Regions from separate parts of the Anas platyrhynchos genome. Here all the other regions are linked to region 3. Evidence: chromatin contacts called from public Hi-C data. All regions are on one chromosome and are shown on one strand. Each heading gives the region's core, a stretch centred on a gene start, on an enhancer-like site or on the middle of the called end of the contact. The rest is flanking DNA. Distances are from core to core; before and after follow the strand shown.

Evidence for each region. Hi-C and Micro-C count contacts between places; a contact is called where the count stands out from the background.
Region 1: a contact with region 3 is called in a Hi-C map of subcutaneous adipose tissue, with 2.8 times the contacts expected there. The contact joins two enhancer-like sites. A contact is called at or near these places in 2 of 8 Hi-C or Micro-C datasets (skeletal muscle and subcutaneous adipose tissue).
Region 2: a Hi-C map of subcutaneous adipose tissue shows a contact between it and region 3, with 2.4 times the contacts expected there. The contact joins the promoter of BTBD6 here to the enhancer-like site in region 3. A contact is called at or near these places in 2 of 8 Hi-C or Micro-C datasets (F1 follicle and subcutaneous adipose tissue).

The regions. Positions count from the first base shown.
Region 1 is chr5:7,965,659-7,968,358 of IASCAAS_PekinDuck_T2T, forward strand. All of the region lies in intron 3 of BRF1 (BRF1 general transcription factor IIIB subunit), which reads left to right. Among named protein-coding and RNA genes, the nearest start is that of BRF1, 21 kb to the left of the region's middle. Within about 2 kb of position 1,298, at least 1 of the 8 cell types and tissues checked has an H3K27ac peak or open chromatin away from gene starts, as enhancers often do. A contact at or near this core is called in subcutaneous adipose tissue, where this site is marked.
Region 2 is chr5:8,030,315-8,033,014 of IASCAAS_PekinDuck_T2T, forward strand. BTBD6 (BTB domain containing 6) reads right to left here and starts at 1,278. Exons shown (of 5, transcript XM_027459578.3): 1 at 927-1,278; 2 at 306-597; 3 at 95-185. The coding sequence starts at 508. All of the region lies in intron 6 of BRF1 (BRF1 general transcription factor IIIB subunit), which reads left to right.
Region 3 is chr5:8,398,354-8,401,053 of IASCAAS_PekinDuck_T2T, forward strand. No RefSeq gene overlaps it. Among named protein-coding and RNA genes, the nearest start is that of NUDT14, 140 kb to the right of the region's middle. Within about 2 kb of position 1,363, at least 1 of the 8 cell types and tissues checked has an H3K27ac peak or open chromatin away from gene starts, as enhancers often do. A contact at or near this core is called in subcutaneous adipose tissue, where this site is marked.

The DNA.
Region 1 (2,700 bases), core at 48-2,547, 430 kb before region 3:
ATCTGCTTGTTGTGAATAGGGACTGCTCAGTTACTTAAGTATAATTGTAGAAAAAATAAACTGAGGGGAGAAAGTGCAATCTTTTTCTTTTTTTTTTTTTTTTTGTTGTTCAAAACCACGTTTTGGTAACTGAAATTAAACACAGCCTAGGATTGTTCTGGAATATAGACGTGGCTTCTTTCCTGACTGTTTGCTGGGGAAGGTCTGAGCATCTTTCATCCCAACAGCTTTTGTGTGTACTGGACTTGTCAGGACTCCCTAATCATATACAATGATCTTTACTTGGCTGAAGTCTAACAGCATCATAGAAAAGAAATTACAGTTGTTTGAAACGAAATGGTCTCCCAAACAGTTTTGAAATAGGAAAATATTTTGTCTTTTTAGTTATACCTGTCTGAGGCTTTTTACAGTTTTTCTTCTTTTGTGGCGATCCTTTATATTTATTTAAAAAAAAAAAGGGGGGGGGGGGGCATTTGGTCTTTGATCTCCTCAGCCAACCTGTATTTGTCACGGTGCCAATCCGTCTCTGAGAAAGTTCGTTTCAATGAGCAAAGCAGTGTTCTTGCTCAGTCCCAGGCTTGACAACAGCGGCTGCTATTTCAGGTAGAGCAATTGGTGTCTGAAAGGCCCTTCTTTCTGCTGCTCTGTAATGAGCTAGTTGTCTGCTGCATTTAATCACGTTTTTAGCTTTGTGTAGTTCTCAATTGCAAATTGAGCTATGGCAGTGAACTTATAAAATCTCACCCTGCCATTGTGTTCATGATTGCTTTTTTTTGTAATTGTGTTAATATCCGTTGTATTTATTCTTTACAGCATAGCAAGGTAAATGAATTTACTGTATATTTTTGAAAGAAAAAATGTGAGGTTATTCACTGAATGAAACTGAAGTGCTCTGATAGCTGACTGCAAGAAAAATGGGCAGTTGTCCCTGGAGCACTGCTCTGTGCGTTTGGGAAGAAAACACGAAGCTAATTATTTGCTCATACTCCCATGTTTACATTTCCAGAGTTACCTGAGTTGCACATGGACTGCTGAAATGAGCTGCCATGGGGATTCTGGTGCAGTATGACTTGTAAACGTGCTTCCAGGAGGTCTGCTCCTTACTCAGGTCCAGGCTGTGTGCTGCCTTCAGCATACGATCGTGCTGTGTCCTTCTGTATGGTGCTCTGTGTAGGCTGCTGCCCAAGGGAAGAACCGGGCTCTGTGGAAAGCAGCGATGGGCAGGGGAGCCCAGCTTGCTCTGGAGGTTGTCCCTGGTGGATGAGAGCAGCTGGGAGCGCGTGTGTGTGGTCTGAGCGTGCTGGCAGGTCTCGCAGCGTGCCTGGTCTGCTTGCCAGCAACCTGCAAGCTTGACATGATCCGGGGAGAAGTCCAGCAACGGAGCAGGAACTTGTTTTTTAAAAACCAACAACCTCCCCCTGCTTGCACTTCCCTCCCCCATGTAGTTTGGGCCAAATTCTTCGTGCCTGTAATGTCTGTCTTTTCAGGGGAGGTGAAAGGGAGGTGATTTGGCCTCACTGTCTCTTATTTAATCCCTAGTAAAGCAGCTGGGGTTGGCTAACTCTGCGATGCTGCCATCTTTTGAGGGTTATAATTAAGGGATGTTTAGAATTAGATGGAAAACAGTTTTTCATTAGAATATCTAAAGTAGTAACGTGTGTTTCTTTTTCTTTTCCTCCATTCTGAACTGAAGAAATGCCAAAGTAAAGTCTCCCAACAACAACTGCTTGAAACTCTTCTGCAAAATCATTATTTTGTGCATTGGTATTTACATGTATGCTCTCAAGAAAGTCACGGGCAAGCCCTGAAGGTTTTACAGTTTCCAGGCTTGTGTAAGAATATCGGATACACGCCACTAGTCTCCCTTATCACACATGCCTTTGCTGTATGTTTCCTCGCTATTTATAACGTGGTGGTGCGTGGCAGTTCATATTCTCTGCCTTTCTTTACTGAACCAGCTGATGTTTGTGGGTGTTTGGTTAGGAATTGGCTGCAGTTATAAAAACTGGAGTCTTGTTTACACTCGTTTAAAATATGTATGCAAGAAAGACCTAATACTGTTGTGTTTGTTCATTACCAGTTTGATTTTCAATGTGCTGCACTGCGCTAATTGAGCATGCTAAGCTCCATGAGTTCTGCAACGTCGGGCCCACGGAATGGCTCATCTCTGCTCACGTAGAGCTCCTTCTTGTAAAAGCCTACACATCTGTGAGATGATACGAAGAGGTGTTTCAGCTTTGTTTTTAAAAGGTTTGACCAAATAACCACGCAGTCGTCTTTCTGTGAGAAAGAAGAGTAATGAAAGGAGAGTTAGCTCAGAGAGGGGACCCTGTGACAAGACTTTCCTTTGTTGTCTGAGCCTCTTCAAATTGCCACAGGATTGCCCAACTTCTGTGGGCACTTACAGGGCTGAAATGGAGAGTTCTGTCTCTTTAAATCTCATTTTACAGCTCTGTGCTACATTACATAATCTCTCTAAATAGCTGGTTTATTCTTGCTTCCTTGCAGGCAATCTGCTCTCACTATATCCATGTCAGATCCATAGTTACAAGGGAGTTGTTCTTGACTTGCAGCTCTGATACTTTCAATAGTCTTCAGTGGCTGAAAAGAAAAGGGAGAGGGGAAGGAAGGTCAATGGCGTGATTATAACTTGAAAGCTTCAGTTGCAGATATTCAAATTTGGTTAAAACTAAGTTTGAG
Region 2 (2,700 bases), core at 28-2,527, 370 kb before region 3:
TGTTTGGGAGTTGGGGTAAGAAGGGGGGATGCTCAGCACTATCACAAAAAGCAGGGGGGGGGGGGAAAAAACAAAAATAATGCTCTGCACAAACCTTATGGGCAGGAACTTTCTTGGATGCCCCTGGCGGGCCCACGATGAAGTGGACGTCAGCCATGAGTTCGTTATTGAACATCAGCGCGTTCCTGCAAGCGAGGGGAAGGGAGGGAGGTGTGGAGAGGCCGCTCAGTGCCCCCATCTCCCCCCCCGAAACCCCCAGCCAGCCCGGTGGCGGGGTCGCTCGTCCCTTGTCGCTCGTCCCTTACCTCTCGCGCAGCGTGGGGTGGAAGGACTGCCAGTTGGCGCTCTCCAAGTTGTTGTTGTTGAGGTTCTGGAGCTGTGGCGGCGGGGGCGGCTGGGCGCTCTGCTGGAGCTGCAGCGCGTTCTTCTTGCTGTTGGCAGCGGTGGCGGCGGCGTTGCTGTTGGCGATGTTGGTGTTGGCGCTGGCAGGGTAAAGTTCTGCAGCCATCTTCCTCTTCAGGGCCAGGGGCACTATCTCATAGCATCCTGGCACCTTGCCGTTTGGCCTCGCGCTCTTTTTGGACTTCTTTAAGGTCTCTGGAAGCAGAAGAAAAAAAGTCAAACACTTCATGATCCTGCCATTGAGGCACCCATGGGGCAGTGGCATGAGCAAGAGAACTAACAGATCCCAACGCAGGTCCCGCGGTTCGCTTCTAGGTGCGGGGCGGCCTCTTTCTCTTTTTTAATTTTTATTTTTTTCCTTTTTTTCCTCCTTGGCTCCAAGGGGGGCTGCCCAGCCTCGGCACCGCCACGACTGCAGCGAGCGGGGCTGGCCGGCAGCTCCTTCCCCCGAGGAAAAAAAAAAATAAAAAAAAATATATATAAAAAAAAATAGTAAAAATAGGGAAAAAAACCCAAGCACACACCACCAAAAAAGCCACAGATCCAGCAGAGCAGGCGCAGCGTTGAGGGGCGAGCCTCAGTCCCCGGGTCCTCCAGCCGCTACAGCCCCCCGCCGGCTCCCCAGCGCCCGGCTCCGTCCTTCCCCGCCCGGCGGCGGCTGCTGCTCGTGGGGCACATCCGCGGCGCTGGGGCTGGCTCCGGGGGCTGGCTCCGGGCTGCCCCGCACCAAGTTTCCTCCTCCTCCTCCTGGCCCCAGCCGCGGGGGCGTCGCTGCCCCCTGGGCGCTCCCCTCACGGCGCTGTCGGGACGCGGCTCGGCCGCGCTCGGCTCCCTTCGGCTCCGCTCGGCTCTGCCGGGCCCTGCCTCCGCCTCCCGCCCTAAGAGGCAGCGCCGCGCCGCGCGTCACCGCCAATCAGCCAATCAGGAGAGGCGGGGGGAGCCGCCCCCCCCCCTCCTCCTCCTCCTTCTCCTCCTCCTCCCGCCCCTCCTCAATCTCCGACGCCCGCCTGGGGGCGCAGAGCGGCCGGGGCCGTGCGCAGCGCCGAGCGGAGCCGAGCGGAGCCGAACGGAGCCGAGCGGAGCCGAGCGCGGCCGAACCGCCCCCGCCCCTTCCCGCCGCCCTTCCCGGCAGCACCGGGCGGGGGCGCCGCTGCCCCGCGCTGGGGAGGGGGGGGCGGGAGGGGAGGGGATGGGGATGGGATGGGATGGGATGGGATATGGGATGGGATATGGGATATGGGATGGGATGGGATATGGGATATGGGATAACTGGGGGGGAGCCCAGGGCCTCCTCCCAGACCCTATCTGACGGGTGCTGCCCCCACACCCCGGTTTCCCACTTTAATTTTTATTTTAATTTCGCCCCCTTTAGTTTTTCCCCATTTAACTTTTTCCCCTCCACTTTTTCCCCTTTATCCTTTCTCCCCCTTTTTGCCCCCTTTACTTTCCCCCCTTAACTCCCCCTTCTTTACTTTCCCCCTTTTTTTCCCCCTTCTTTTTCTCCCTTTATTTCCCCTTTATATTTCACCCTTTTATTCCCCCCCCTTTATCCCCATCCTTTATTTCCCCCTTTATTTTTCTCCCTGTTTTTCCCCCTTTATTCCCCCTCTTTATTTTCCCTTCTTTATTCCCCTCCTACTCCCCCCCCCCTTTATTTCTTTCCCTGTTATTTCTTTCCCCTTTATTTCTTTCCCCCATTATTTTTCCCACATCGATTATTTCATCACCCCTAGGCCCTCACAGTGCCCCCTCCTCTCTCCCCCCTGCCCTGCAGCCCCATTACTGCTGGGGGAGGCTGTCTTAAATCCTTCACTGGGGGTTTTCACTCTCCCTGCTACTTCTGTGCATCCAAGTTGGAGCTGGGATAGGGAGCAGCGCCTCCCCTTAAAAACAAAACAAAACAAAACAAAATAAAATAAAATAAATAAACCCGTTTGCATCACAGCCCCCATCGTAGAAAGCCAGCTGTGCCCCAGGCGAAGCAGCAGTCCCTGGGCAAGGAGCAGACCCCTGGGGACGGGGGGCTCCTCCTGGGGGCACAGCGCGGTGCTGGGCTGCTGCCGCTGGGGTCGAACCCCAAAAGGGTTCGTTCGCCCTCCTTGGGTTTAGCAGCATCTTAAAAAGCGTTTATTCATTTTTATTTGTCAGTCCGTGCAGGAGATGGTCCTGTTAACTTTGGCCCCGTGTTTGATTTAGGTATTGGTAGCTTTGCATCCTGGCCATTTACGGCCTCTTTATGGCTTTTTGCTTAAAAACCATCCCTGTGCTCATTTTCTGACTGGGAGCTTTCAGAACTGG
Region 3 (2,700 bases), core at 113-2,612:
GGCCCAAGGGAAAACACAAGCAAATCACTGAGAGAAGAGAGATATCAGTTAATCCAGGCTTCATTTTCTATTGTCATTCTGAGTCTTTTTTTAATTTAGGAAAAAATGGCAGGCGATGTGTGGCTTGCAGAGAAATGGCTTGGCCTGCACAGTGTCAGTAACACATCCATGTAAGCCTGCCTGAAACGCTGTTGTGCTGGCACCATCGTGATTTTAAGGACAGCTACCCAACTTTCATGTCTCACATCCAAAAACCTGTAGATTAGGCTGCACCAAACACAGCTGTGTGCAGCAGGATGCTGGAAGGAGTGGTGCCACGAGGGTTGCAACCTGACCTGGAGCTTCTGGAAGGAAGAAGAGTTTTTTTGTTGTTGTTTTGTTTTGTTTTGTTTAATTGCAGTGTGTGATGTATAAACCAACTACTGGTTTCTAGACATCTGCAAAGGTATTTTGGATCCTAATATGGTTTTTTGTTTTGTTTTGATTGTTTATTTTTTGGTGTGTGTGATACTAGGTAGCTGGGAATATTTTGTGCCTCCTTTTCAGAGCTGTTCTTTACTCCTCCTGCAGTGTCAACCAAAAAAAGTGCGCCTTGCCAGATGACTCAGCCCCCTGAGCTCCCATCACGCTCACAAGTGCTAATTAGGCACCATGCTCCTGAAAACAGGAAGAATTAGGCAGCAAAAGACCTTTATAGGTGTTGTCATCCTGAGAGCCCACTTTTGTTCTCTTCTGAAGGTTTCCCAGCACTTTACTCAGCTCATTAAGGAAAAAGCTCAAGCTCTATCATTTCCCTTGTGAGACTGAGTGCCCAGACACAAACAAGGCCTTTTTGCACTTGAATCAATAAATCACCGCTCTGTATCTTACAGGATTTCTGAGCTGGGTAACTGACTGTAATATTTACTTGAAGGCCTGCTGTGGACTTTGGTAAGAGGAAACAAGCTGGTGCAAGCCCCTCGAACCTTACTGGGGAACTGACTCTACCAGAACAGCAACATTTGCTCTCCCTCAATTAAGAGACCCTCAGATAAATCCTTGCTCATTGCATTTTGGGGAGGCACCACTCCAGACAGAGCAAATGCTGAATATGTTCCCTACCAAGTGCTGACCATTGCTGCCTGCCTTGCCTTGGGCTGGAAGAATGGCACCCAAGTATTTATCTTTTGGAGGCACAGCAATTTGAGAGCCACAAAAGCTGACCAAGTGCCAAATTCCCACTTGAATGGCGTCAGCTTCCTTTTGGGACCTGCACACAATGTTCGAGGAAACACTTTGGGATTAATTAGGGAAATGTTTCCGCTTGGGTTAATGGCTTTGCTGTAGAGTGACTTTTCTGGTAGGGACAGATCCACCCACACAGGCTGTGTGGTCACAGTGATGGGGTGTGCAGGTCCAAGCCCATCGGTGACCAAGCTTTATGTCCCCTCCTCCAGAGCCACCACGAAACAGGAGCAGAAAAGGCAGGTGCATGAGACCATTCCCATTTGCTGTGCATCGCCATCTCTCCTAATTGCTAGCAAAGTCCCAGCTAATTAGAAGGTCATTAGGGAGGAAAAGGCTGAAACAATCAGGATTTCTGCATAGTTTGAGCTCCAACTCCAGGCCCTGCCTGCAGCACCCGGCGCATGCCCCGCTCTGCAGCGCTCATCAGAAAACAGGGGCATCTAGTGGCTGTGCCAGAAATTTCAATAACCTTCATTCCCTGGAAAATTTGCTTTTCCTCTCTTGGCACTAGAAATAAAAAATATTTTATTCCACAGCGTTACCCGAAGGGGGAGGGAGAGGGGCAAGTCCTTCACACTCTCGGAGCAGTGTTTCTGACCCAGCTGTGATGCTCTGCAGCTGTGCAACCAGATTAAGAGAAGCTGCTGCTGGGTTTGGTTGCTGCTCTGGAGAGCCAGCCCCACTGCTCTGGCCTCAAATTTGATGCTGATTCCTTGTGGGGGAAATGTTGCACCCCTCCATGCTGACTGAGGCATCTTAGGCAATGTTTAAAGGCAGCAGCTCTTTGCAAATATTTCCCAGCCTTTAGCCCTCTGAAGCAGCCAGGCATTGCAAACCCCATTGCCATGTGCTGTATCCACGCTACCCATGATCAAAAGCAGACCTTGCACACAGCACCTTTCAACCTATTCATACCCGAGGGCTTATAAATGTGGCCATCCAGTACTAATTGCCCCTGGCAGTGGCAGCTTTCAGTCCCTGTTCCTCATTTAAGTTCCCATCAGCATCACCAGTTTCATGTGATCTGAATTTCCCTGCTTCCTACTGTATGGACAGAGCTGGCATACTGTGAAGGGACTACCACATAGGTGAGTCCCATGTTTTCCTATTTAACAGCTAAACAGGGGACAGCCCAGCCTCCTGGGCTGTCAGGCAACTAGCAAATGCAAAATTCATTTCTTTATTAAGCCAAAGGAATAAGGGAGAAAGCACAAAGCAAAAAATGGAGTGCTGAATGCTAATAGGACTGTTGCTGTTATGCAATTCTCTACAGAAAATCAAAGACAAATGATAATACTAGAAAGACACATTATTATTTTATAGGTTTAGTCCCGGAGTGAGAGGAGAGAGAAAAACATGCACAGCTGCTTTTCTGTTTTCTGGCCACTTTGACGTGCCTACAGGATGCATAATCCTGAGAGGTCTGTACGTGCTCTCTGTGTCCAGGTAAGCTCAGAAGCCTGCATTCACCAG